Linked DNA regions of Macaca mulatta: region 2 is linked to region 1. A link is a contact called in public Hi-C data. All regions are on one chromosome and are shown on one strand. Each heading gives the region's core, a stretch centred on a gene start, on an enhancer-like site or on the middle of the called end of the contact. The rest is flanking DNA. Distances are from core to core; before and after follow the strand shown.

The links. Hi-C and Micro-C count contacts between places; a contact is called where the count stands out from the background.
Region 2: a Hi-C map of fetal cortex germinal zone shows a contact between it and region 1, with 2.1 times the contacts expected there. The contact joins the promoter of RNH1 here to the promoter of B4GALNT4 in region 1. A contact is called at or near these places in 3 of 14 Hi-C or Micro-C datasets (CD4 T cells, blood and fetal cortex germinal zone).

The regions. Positions count from the first base shown.
Region 1 is chr14:269,379-274,798 of T2T-MMU8v2.0, reverse strand. It overlaps B4GALNT4 (beta-1,4-N-acetyl-galactosaminyltransferase 4), which reads right to left and starts at 2,960. Exons shown (of 20, transcript XM_028832938.2): 1 at 2,498-2,960; 2 at 303-406. The coding sequence starts at 2,648.
Region 2 is chr14:398,982-403,794 of T2T-MMU8v2.0, reverse strand. RNH1 (ribonuclease/angiogenin inhibitor 1) reads left to right here and starts at 3,085. Exons shown (of 10, transcript XR_013403365.1): 1 at 3,085-3,238. It overlaps LOC144334029 (a long non-coding RNA gene), which reads right to left and starts at 3,454. Exons shown (of 2, transcript XR_013403373.1): 1 at 3,083-3,454; 2 at 1,038-2,793.

The DNA of each region.
Region 1 (5,420 bases), core at 1,711-4,210:
CGTACACTCAGACCCCCTGGTCACTCTCGCCCAAGCAGATGCCCGGCCACCCCACATACTGACCGGCTGGTGCATTCATGCACCTGCTGCAGCCCCCAGACACAGAGCTCCAGACAGGATGCCTGGTGCTGCAGCTCACACTGACAAGCCATGCCGTGCTCCCCACCCACATGTCCTGTGTCTCATGCCCCCCTGCTGTGTCCTCCAGAAGGGACAGGTTCTCAAGACACCAATGCTCAAGTGGCTTCGGGGCTTTGGGGTCTCGTCTCGTGCACACGCGTTCTCCCCAAGGCCTTGCTCACCGCCTGCTCCTCTTCACGGCTCTCACTGGAGTCCTCAGCCCTCTGTGTGGATGGCGCAGCATGGACACCCCGGCCGTCGGTCACACTGGTCAGCTTCTCACCATCTGCAGGTGGCACGTGAGGCCTGTCTCGGGCCCAGGCTCTCTCCAAGGCCACTCTGCCTGCTGCTGGGGTCAGCCAGGCTGGGGACCCACATGGCCAGAGCAGGGCAAGGAGGCTGTGGTGTCTCTCACTAAAGCCAAACCTCTCCTTCTCATCTGCGTCCTCTACCAGATGCCCCACCCCACAGCGAGGCAACTTCTTCCACACCCCACCTCTGGTGGGGCAGCCCGGGCTGAGCCTTCCAGCAGGCTGTTCCCAACCTCCAGCAGGTGTGAGGGAGGAAAGCTGGGTGCGCCAGCTGGTGTGTGTAGGCACCCACATGCACCCCCATCTGGCCATTCTTGTTAAGTGGCTCTGCCTCCAGGAAGACCCCAGGACTGCCCTGTGCCCTCAGCACTTTCTCTGTGCTGGTGTGTTCCATGTCTGCCTCCCTTACCAGAACTGAGAACTCAGGGTTAGTGCCAGGGACTATAGTCAGGAAAGCCGGCACTGCCTCTCCTGAAGGATTTGAGCTCTCAAAGTCTGGACTGAGGGACAGGCATGGATGCGGAAGCCCAGGCGTGGCCCTGGGGCAGAGGGTGGCCCTGGATTGAGTGTCCCTGGGTAGGAGGACCAGGAGGGGCAGAACTGGGGTGAAGTGAAGCATCCCTTCAGATGCTCAGGTCCCAGGGCGTGGAACCCCCTGGGGCCGCAGTGAGGATGTCTAGGTCCTCAGCTTAGGGAGGTCCAGGAAGTGGAGAGGGCTGGGGCGCAGAGCTGGCCTGCCCAGGCTTGTGGGGAGGCAGTAGAGATGTCCACAGGCAGACCTGGGAAGGGTCCCCTGGGGGCTCCCCCGACTTTGGCCCCAGCTCCCCCGACAGAACAGTCTGCTCACTCCCCATCTCCCTGGGCAGCTGTTGAGTTCCTCTTGTCCTGGCCCTGGCCTCAAAGGTAGCAAGTAGTACAGGTGCCCTGGGGCGGAGCTCGCTTAGCCTCAAGGGGTCCTTGGAAGGGGGATTCGTATGCATCCGCCCCCTCCAGGTTGGGCTTAGATCCCTCCGCTGCTCCGAAAACTACAGAGGCTCCTGCGGAGGGGGCTGGTTCTGTTCTGTGTCATTGGGGCAGCTGTGGATCCTGCCCTGTCTGCTAAGAGCTGGGGTGGAGCTTCTTTTAGGGATTCAGCAGTATCTGGGGTCTCTTGAGGGGGTGGCAGCTGCGAGGTATGTGGGTTGGGACAAGCCCCAGACCGTTGGCCTGTGTGGGTCCCGGCCTCCCAGCCCACGAAGAGAAGACAGAGGAGCTTTGGCAGGTGGAGTGGCCCAGGTGTCCCCCGCCAGTATCATTGTTCTGCCCCCTCAGGACACCCGGCTCCCTGGAGAAGGCTCAGAGGCAGCCAGCTGGGGTCTCTCCTGGTCTGGGCATGGCACTAACCTCCCTCCTCCTCAGGAGGGGGCATTTTGTCCCTCCTTCTCCCCCCACCCCCCAGGCTTTCATCTGCGCCTTCCTGTCTGGAATGCTCTTTGCACAAAAGGTGTGTGTCAAAGATCACCATCTCCAGGGGGCCCTACCCCGGCTGGCTCACCGTGACCCGATCTGCTTTGTTTGTGGGTTGGGGTCGGGAGAGTTTACGCCAGGCTTTGCAAGCTGGGCCCCATCCCCACGCACGGACCCCCACAACACTGGCACAGTTCACCGAGGGCGCCCCCGCCGGGAAGCGTCCCAGCTGCACCCGCCACTTCGCCAAGCCCGGGCCCGGGTCCCCAGCACACGGGGAAACTGAGGCCCTGCTAAGCGGGCAGGGGATGGAGGCGAGGCCTGAGAAGGCCTCTCGGAAGGCTCAGCAGGGTCTGGGGCAGAGAATCCCCCGGGAGCCCACCGTCAGCCGCTCACTACCAGATCCAGGCCAGGGTCCCTCCCAGAGAGGGTCGCGCGCGTCACTGCCGACGTCATCCAGCGTCCGGGCCGAGCCGAACCGCGCCCCCTCCTCACAAATCGCAGGGCGGGGAACAGCGGGCGGGGTCTCCGGGCGGGTCGGGCCCAGCAGAGACCCCCGTGCGGTGGGAGGCTCGGCCCGCGCCCCGGGGCCCCCGCCGCCCGCGCCCCTCGCGCCGTACCTCGCCCGTAGCCCAGGCGCTGGCGCAGCGCTCGGCCCTGGCGCACCAGGCCCAGGTGCACGTAGGTGAGCCACGCGGCGCAGCTCAGCAGTAGCAGCAGCAGCAGCAGCTTCATCTGTTTGCGGATCTTCTTCACCGGGAGCCGCGGCATCGCGGCCGCCGCGCCCGCCCCAGGCCGCGCTCAGCGGCGCCGCTGCAGCCCCCGGCCCCCGCCCGCCCCGCGCCGCATCCCCGGCCCGCCCCGCCGCGCTCAGCGCCCGCGGCCCCGCATGGTCCTTTGTCCGCCGCGTGCGGCCACCGGGTGCGGCCGCGACCCCCCCAGGCCGCCCTCGGCCGCGGGCCGGGGGTGGGCGGCGGGGGCGGCTCCTCGCGGTGCCCCCCGCCCGGCCGCTCCCGGCTCCGCGCTCCTGGGGCGGCGGCGGGACCGAGCAGCATCCACGCCGCGGAGCTGCCACCGCGGATCAGGCCCCGGCCGCGCGCGGAACCAATCGGGCCGAGCCAGGCCGCGGGGAGCCAATGGCGGCGAGCGGGGCGGGGTAGGGGCGCGGGGAGGCGGGGCGCGGGGTGCGGGGCGGGGCGCGGGGTGCGGGGCGGGGTGCGGGGCGGGGTGCGGGGCGGGGTGCGGGGCGGGGTGCGGGGCGCGGGTGCGGGGCGGGGTGCGGGGCGCGGGGCGGGCAGGGATGCGGGGCAGGGGGCGCGGGGTGCGGGGCGGCCAGGGATGCGGGGCGGGGGGGGGCGGGGGGGAGCGGGGCGCACGTCCACCTGGGCCACGGAGCGCGGCTCGGGGACCGTGGGGGTCGGCGGGGGATGGGCATAGCCCGACTAGGAGCCGGGGCAGCCTCCTGAGAACAGTGACCCGAAGGACTGGAGCCAGACGACGAGGAGGGAAGGGAGGGACCCGGGGAGCTGGGAGGCGGGGAATGAGGGTGGGGATGGGGGCGGGCGAGAGAGGCGGGAGGAGGGTGGGCAAGCACCGACTTCAGCCCAGGGGTGGCAGTCGCTGCGGGATCTCGCCTGTCTGGGCGGCAGGAGCGGCCCCAGCTGGTGGCCCTCGCCCCATCTAGCGCGGCCTGAGGCGGGTGACCGTGCCATGCCTCTCACCGGGACCTTGTACCCCTTTGTGCCCTTTCTCGCCTGGTCTGCACCAACCCCCGCCAATCCCTTTGTCCCCCAAGTACTTCCCTTGTCTAGCTGCCAGCTTGACCCTACTCTTCTCCCTCTGTTCAGCGGTCTCTGGGTGTGTGACAAACCACCCACCCTCAGTGCTGTCCAACAGCAGCGTTCCTGTTGGGCAGAGGAGCAGACCTGTTTGGGACACTTGATGGGTCCACAGCCGGATGGTGTCCTCTGTGGGTCAGGAACTCAGGGCACTCGGGAACAGCTCCTCTCTGCTTCTCTAGGTGCTGGCCTCCCGCGGGAAGACGTGAGTGGTGGGGCCGGCTCTTCGGGACAGGCTGGAGCCATCCAGAAGCTTCTGCCCTGAGCTGGTGCACCCTGGGCATGAATGGCTGGGCTCACCTTGGGTGGTTGGCCAGGGCACCTGCACGCCCAGCTCCCGGGGCAGCCTGCCGGTCCAGCACACAGAGTGAAGCCTCTTGGAATCACCTGCCAGGTTTGCCATATGCCGCCATGGCCACCCAAGTTTGTGGGTTGTGGGGACATGGACCCCACCTCACAATGGAAGATTGACCAGAAGTTGCCTTCATCCCTCCTTTCCCTCCCTCCTCCCATAACTTCCAAGTAAGAAGCAAGCTGGTTGCATCCTGCTGTTTATAGCAGCCCTAAAACAACACCCAATCTCTCAAACCTTCCCCCACCCCATCAGCTCATCTCCTACCTCCTGCAGTCCACTTTCCATATTTCTGTTATCTGCATATTCATTAAAATATAGTGCCCCACCCCTTTTTGAGACAGGGTCTCACTGTGTCTCTGAGGCTAGAGTGCAGTGGTGCAATCTCAGCTCACAGCAGCCTTGACCTCCTGGGCTCAAGCGATCCTTCCACTTCAGCTTCTTGAGAAGCTGGGACTACAGTCAGGAGTCACCATGCCGGGCTAATTTTTTGTATTTTTTAAATAGACTCAGGGTCTCACCATGTGGCCCAGGCTGGCATCGAACTCCTGGGTTCAAGTGATCCTCCCGCCTTAGCCTCCCAAAGTGCTGGGATTCTAGGTGTGAGCCACTGTGCCCGGCCAATAGTGCTCTTTTATGTATCATTCTGTTTCTCCAAGGCCTCCATAATTTTTATATGTGTCTGTCTTGCTGTGCATCTAATGCTTTCCGTCTTTTCACTGCATGGCACCCCATCCTAGGCACATTCATCCAGCCAGTGGACATTACCTAATATTCTAGTGTCCTGACGAGCTGGGACTTATGGGACACAGCAGTGAGCAAGACAGAAAGGGGCCCCCTTTCGTGGAGTTTACATGTTACTAGGCAGGGACAAACCAGTGAACACATAGTAACTTTGCTGATGGTGAGTGACGTGAAGGAGATGAGATGGGGGATGGAGGGAGGCTGGCTTCAGCTCCACAGTCTCTCTCTGGGGAGGCAACGGCTGGCCTGATCCATAAACAGGGTTCTTAGAAGGCAAGTGTTGGCAATGTTGGGAGAGACGCGTTTGGGACACTTGATGGCTCCACAGCCAGATGGTGTCCTCTGTGGATCCAATTGAGGGACCGGCTCAATTGTGCAATTGAGGGGCAGGCTGGGATCTGCCGGACGCAGATGCTCCATATGCTACAACATCCATCTCGGCCCCTTCCAAAGAATAATGGCCACTGCCTCACTTCTGTGTGACCCAACCACAGAGGCAAAGGTTCTGGGAAATGGGTCTCCAGCTTGGAATAAGAGGACAACCTGGCAGGACCCTCCTCTTGACAGCTCAGCACACACGCACACGTCTCTTAAAAACCACATTTAACT
Region 2 (4,813 bases), core at 1,836-4,335, 130 kb before region 1:
ATTTTTATGGAAGTAGAACAGGCACAGGACTCTCCACCCAAAGTCACCCTGGGGCATCTCTCCCTGGGGTCTGACTGAGGCCTTCAGCACCACAGTGCTTTCTCTAGAATGGCATCTCATGAACACTGGGGGTCTCCTGCCTCAGCCTGCCCCTGGATTCCCTTTCATGGGGAATGTGAAAGCTCCCTCTTTAAGCTAACGTGTAGCCTGGTGGGGCTGGATATGTGAGGGAGGGGCAGGTGAAGAAGGAGAGGGTAGCATCCCTCAGCCCTGTGTGGCACAGGATCAGGAGGAAAGGCACATTCGAGTCGGCCAGGACCTAGCAGAAGCGACCAAGAGTAGTCAGCTCTGGGGCGGTATATAAAACTGGGGGCGGGAATATGTCCATATACTCCTAATTCCACACTGGGTGAACTGGGTAAGTTAAAAAACAAGATAAAGACATAACTAGGTGAGCCAAGTAAGTTCAAAAATAAAAATGAAGTCCGGGCACGGTGGCTCACACCTGTAATCCTAGCACTTTGGGAGGCAGAGGCGGGCGAATCACAAGGTCAGGAGATTGAGACCATTCTGGCTAACACGGTGAAACCCTGTCTCTACTAAAAATACAAAAAGTTAGCCGGGCATGGTGGCGGGCACCTGTAGTACCAGCTGCTCGGCAGGCTGAGGCAGGAGAATGGCGTGAACCCGGGAGGCGGAGCTTGCAGTGAGCCGAGATGGCGCTACTGTACTCCAGCCTGGGAAACAAAGCAAGACTCCATCTCAAAAAATAAATAAATAAAATAAAATAAAAATAAATAAAAATGAAGACATACCTTTCAGGGGCTGTGGCCGCACTGTCCAGGAGGGAGGCCCAGCCACAGACACCGTGCTGGCCACACACTCAGCACCCATACATACCTGGGCACCTTCCCCACAGGGTGTCACAAAAGGAAGCCCAAACAGCCACTTTAAACATTTCCTTCACTCTTATGAGAATTGCCAGGAACAAATCTGAGAGGTCATGGCATAGAAAAGAATGAAATGAAACCAGAACATTTTAGCAGCTTTCGCAAAGATGTCATTCTTGAAGTGGTCAAGAGAACCAGTCCAGGAGTCAGGCTGGAGGCATCCTTCCAGCTTCTTGTCATGAATTTTAAACCTCACATCCAGACTCCAAAGCTTAGAGGGTTAAAGAATCAGCTACTGGTCACCAAGCTCACGTGTGCAGGATGAGGGTCACGGCCAGGTTGGCTGCCTTCCGGCCCTGAGCTTTCCTGGGGGGGTGTGTGTGTGTGAACCACCTTCTTTTTTTGTGAGACAGTTTCTTTTTTTTTTTTCTTTTTTGAGAGGGAGTTTCACTCTTGTTGCCCAGGCTGGAGTGCAGTGGCATGATCTTGGCTCACTGCAACCTCTGCCTCCTGGGTTCAAGTGATTCTCCTGCCTCAGCCTCCCAAGTAGCTGGGATTACAGGCAAGCACCACCATGCCTGGCTAATTTTTTGTATTTTTAATAGAGATGGGGTTTTGTCATGCTAGCCAGGCTGGTCTCAAACTCCTGACCTCAGGTGATCTGCCTGCCTTGGCCTCCCAAAGTGCTGGGATTACAGGTATGAGCCACTGTGCCCAGCCAGAGTTTCATCTTGTTGCCCAGGCTGGAGTACAATGGTGTGGTCTAGCCTCAGTGCAACTCTGCCTCTCGTGTTCAAGCGATTCTCCCGCCTCAGCCTCCCGAATAGCTGGGATTACAGGTGCCCGCCACCACGCCTGGCTAATTTTTGTATTTTTAGTAAAGACAGGTTTTTACCATGTTGGCCAGGTTGGTCTTGAACTCCTGACCTCAGGTGATCTACCCTCCTCAGCCTCCCAAAGTGTTAGGATTACAGATGTGAGCCACTGCGCCCGGCCAGAACCACCTTCTTTAAAGATGATCAAGCCGGATACAGTGGCTCCTGCCAGTAATTCCAGCGCTATGGGAGGCTGAAGCAGGAGGATCACTTGAGCCCAATTCAAGACCAGCCTGGGCAACACAGGGAGACCTCTTCTCTACATAAAATAAAACAATAAGCCAGGCGTGCTGGCGCCTGTGGTCCCAGCTACTTGGGAGGCTGAGGCGGGAGGATCGCTGGAGTCCGAGAGGTGGAGGCTGCAGTGAGCTGGGATCACGCCACTGCAGTGCAGCCTAAGCAGCGGAGTAAGACCTTGTCTGGAAAATAAATACATAATAAAGGCAGTCAGAGAAGAGGTTTAGCAAATTGCTAAAGAACAAATCTGACGTACCGTCAGTTTCCTTGCAATCTTCATCTGCCAAAATGTCAATTTTGTGAACTGGGGACTAGTCAAAAACTTAAAGTAAACCCACTTTTGTGGAGGTGGGGTCGCTTTGCGTTTCCCAGGCTAGTCTGGAACTCGGCCTGCGCCCCTCAGTACCGGGGCTCCGGGCGGCGCTCGGGTGTCTTGGCCGCAGAATGGACGCGGGAGCAGCTGGGTCCGCGATGAGAGCTGGGTCCGCAGCTCTTTGTCCCACGAAACAAAGGCGCAGCCAATGGCCGGGACGGGCAGCGTGGATCACCGGGCCGTGGCTCCCTCGAGGGTCGCGATCTCGGCGCAAAGGAGCCCCTCTACCAAGGTCGCCTAGAGGCGCGACCCCGACATGCGGAGCCGCCCCAGGGGGGCTTCTCCCGGGTCCCTCCTGTCCCGAGGCCGCCGCTTTCTCCGGGGGCCGCGCTCCGCGCCCCAGCCAGGCCCGACCCGCGCCTGCGACTCCGCCTCCACGGCGCTGCCGCTCCGGGTCTGGCCGCCTCCTCCGAGGATTCTGAGGAATCGCCGAGAAGTGTCTGCCAGTGCGAGGCCACAGCACGGGCCCGCCAGGCCCCGCCCCCAGCACCAAGCCCCGCCTACTAGGGAGACCCCCGTCCCCACGAGACCCTCTCGCCCCCGCATCGAGCCTCGCCCCACGAGCCCCGCCCCTGCGCCGACTGTACTTCGCCGAGCCCCGCCCCCGAGCCGAGCCATGCCCTCTAGGCCCCGCCCCCGCATCGAGACTGCGCCCATCAGGCCCCGCCCCTGCGCCGAGCCCCGCCCAGTAGTCCCCGCCCCCGCACCTGACCGCGCCCACCAGCCGGCTCCAACAAGCCCGCGCCGCTGACTCTGGCGGCTGGAGGTGTCGACACATTCAACCCGTTCTGCTGGCTCGAGAAGGAAGTCGGCCGTCTCGCTCTGGGTCTCCAGGCTTGCGACCGTCCGCCAGTCGTCCCGAGGTCAGTAGCTCCAGCGGTGCGTCAGCCTGTAGCCAGGCCTCGCCCACGCCGGCCTCGGTCGGGCTTTCGGAAGACGCGCGCCTAGCGCTACTGAGGCACCTGCTGCGCGGGCGAGTGGCGCGCTCCCGCGGCGGGGCGGGGTCGGGCGGGGCAGGGGTCTGGGGCCGGCAAGGTTGCGCTGGGCAGATGCGCCGCCCGGCGGATGTGGCGCTCCCTGAAGACGTCATCGCGCCGCGAGCTCCCCTTTGGGGCGCGCCGGAAGTCCCTGCGCGGGGCGGGGGGCGGTGCTGCGCCTACTTGGGTCGTTCTCGCGTGGCCGTCATGCCACCTAGTGCCTTAGATTCCAGCGAGCTACGCAAGCAATCTTGGTCCAGCCGAGCTTTCTTCCCCAAATCACGTAACCCTTGACCTTATTCCCCCAAAGAACCGGCCTCCCGGGAAGGACCGCTCTGGCGGAGAAGACTCGAACGGCTCCCACCGCCGGGCGTTGGGGGAAAGGTGGGCGGTCTCGGTCGTGCGAGGTCGGGGAGGGAGGGTCCTTCGCCCTCCATTGCGGAGCCTCGCTCTGGGACCACCGGGAGACCGGACGCCGGGCCGCGAAGCTACCGCCTGGGGCTGCGGGGAGGAGAGCGACAGAACTGGAACGGCTCTTAGGGGCCAGCGTCAGGGCTGTAACCAGGGTTGGCGGAAATGATGAAGGGGCCCCAGGCACATCGTGTTATTGGGCGAGGTTCCAGCCAAGGTGCCCACGCGCCTTGGGGGAAACCAGAGGATTTCTGCACCGTTTCCCGAGGACAGTTGGGTAGTGTTTCAGAACGGCCTTAGAACCAGGCAAGGCCCCTTTCTAGGATGGTGGAAAGCCTAAAGATATGAAAACAGTCTCAAGTGTCGTCTTAGCGATTGGTCGAGTAAACCGAATACGAGCGGGAGACTGCACACGATATTGCCGTTAAGAGTTACATTGGGGCCGGGCGTAGTGGCTCACCCCTGTAATCCCAGGATTTTGGGAGTGCGAGGCGGGCGGATCACCTGAGGTCAGGAGTTCAGGAACAGCCTGGCCAACGTGGTGAAACCCCGTCTCTACTAAAAATACAAAATTAGCCGGGCGTGGTGGCAGGCGCCTGTAATCCCAGCTACTTGGGAGGTTGAGGTAGGAGAATCGCTTGAACTCAGGAGGCGGAGGTTGCAGTGAGCCGAGATGATGCCACTGCACTCCAGCCTGGGTGACAAGAGTGAAACTCCGTCTCAGAAAAAAAAAAAAGGTTACATTTGGCTGGATGCGCTGGTGCAGCCTGTAATCCCAGCACTTAGGGAGGCCAAGGCGGGCGGATCTCTTGAGCCCGGGAGTTTGCGACCAGCCTGGCCAACATAGTGAGACCCCCGTCTCTACAAAAAAATGGAAAAAATTAGCCAGTTGTGGTAGTGAACGCCTGTAGTCCCAGCTACTTGGGACGCTGAGGCAGGAGGATGGCTTGAGCTCTGGAGGAGGAGGCTGCAGTGAGCTATTGTCTCATCCCTGCTATAACGAATTTGCCATAGATAGGTTGTTTTATAGGCCTGAAGCTCAGAAGCCCA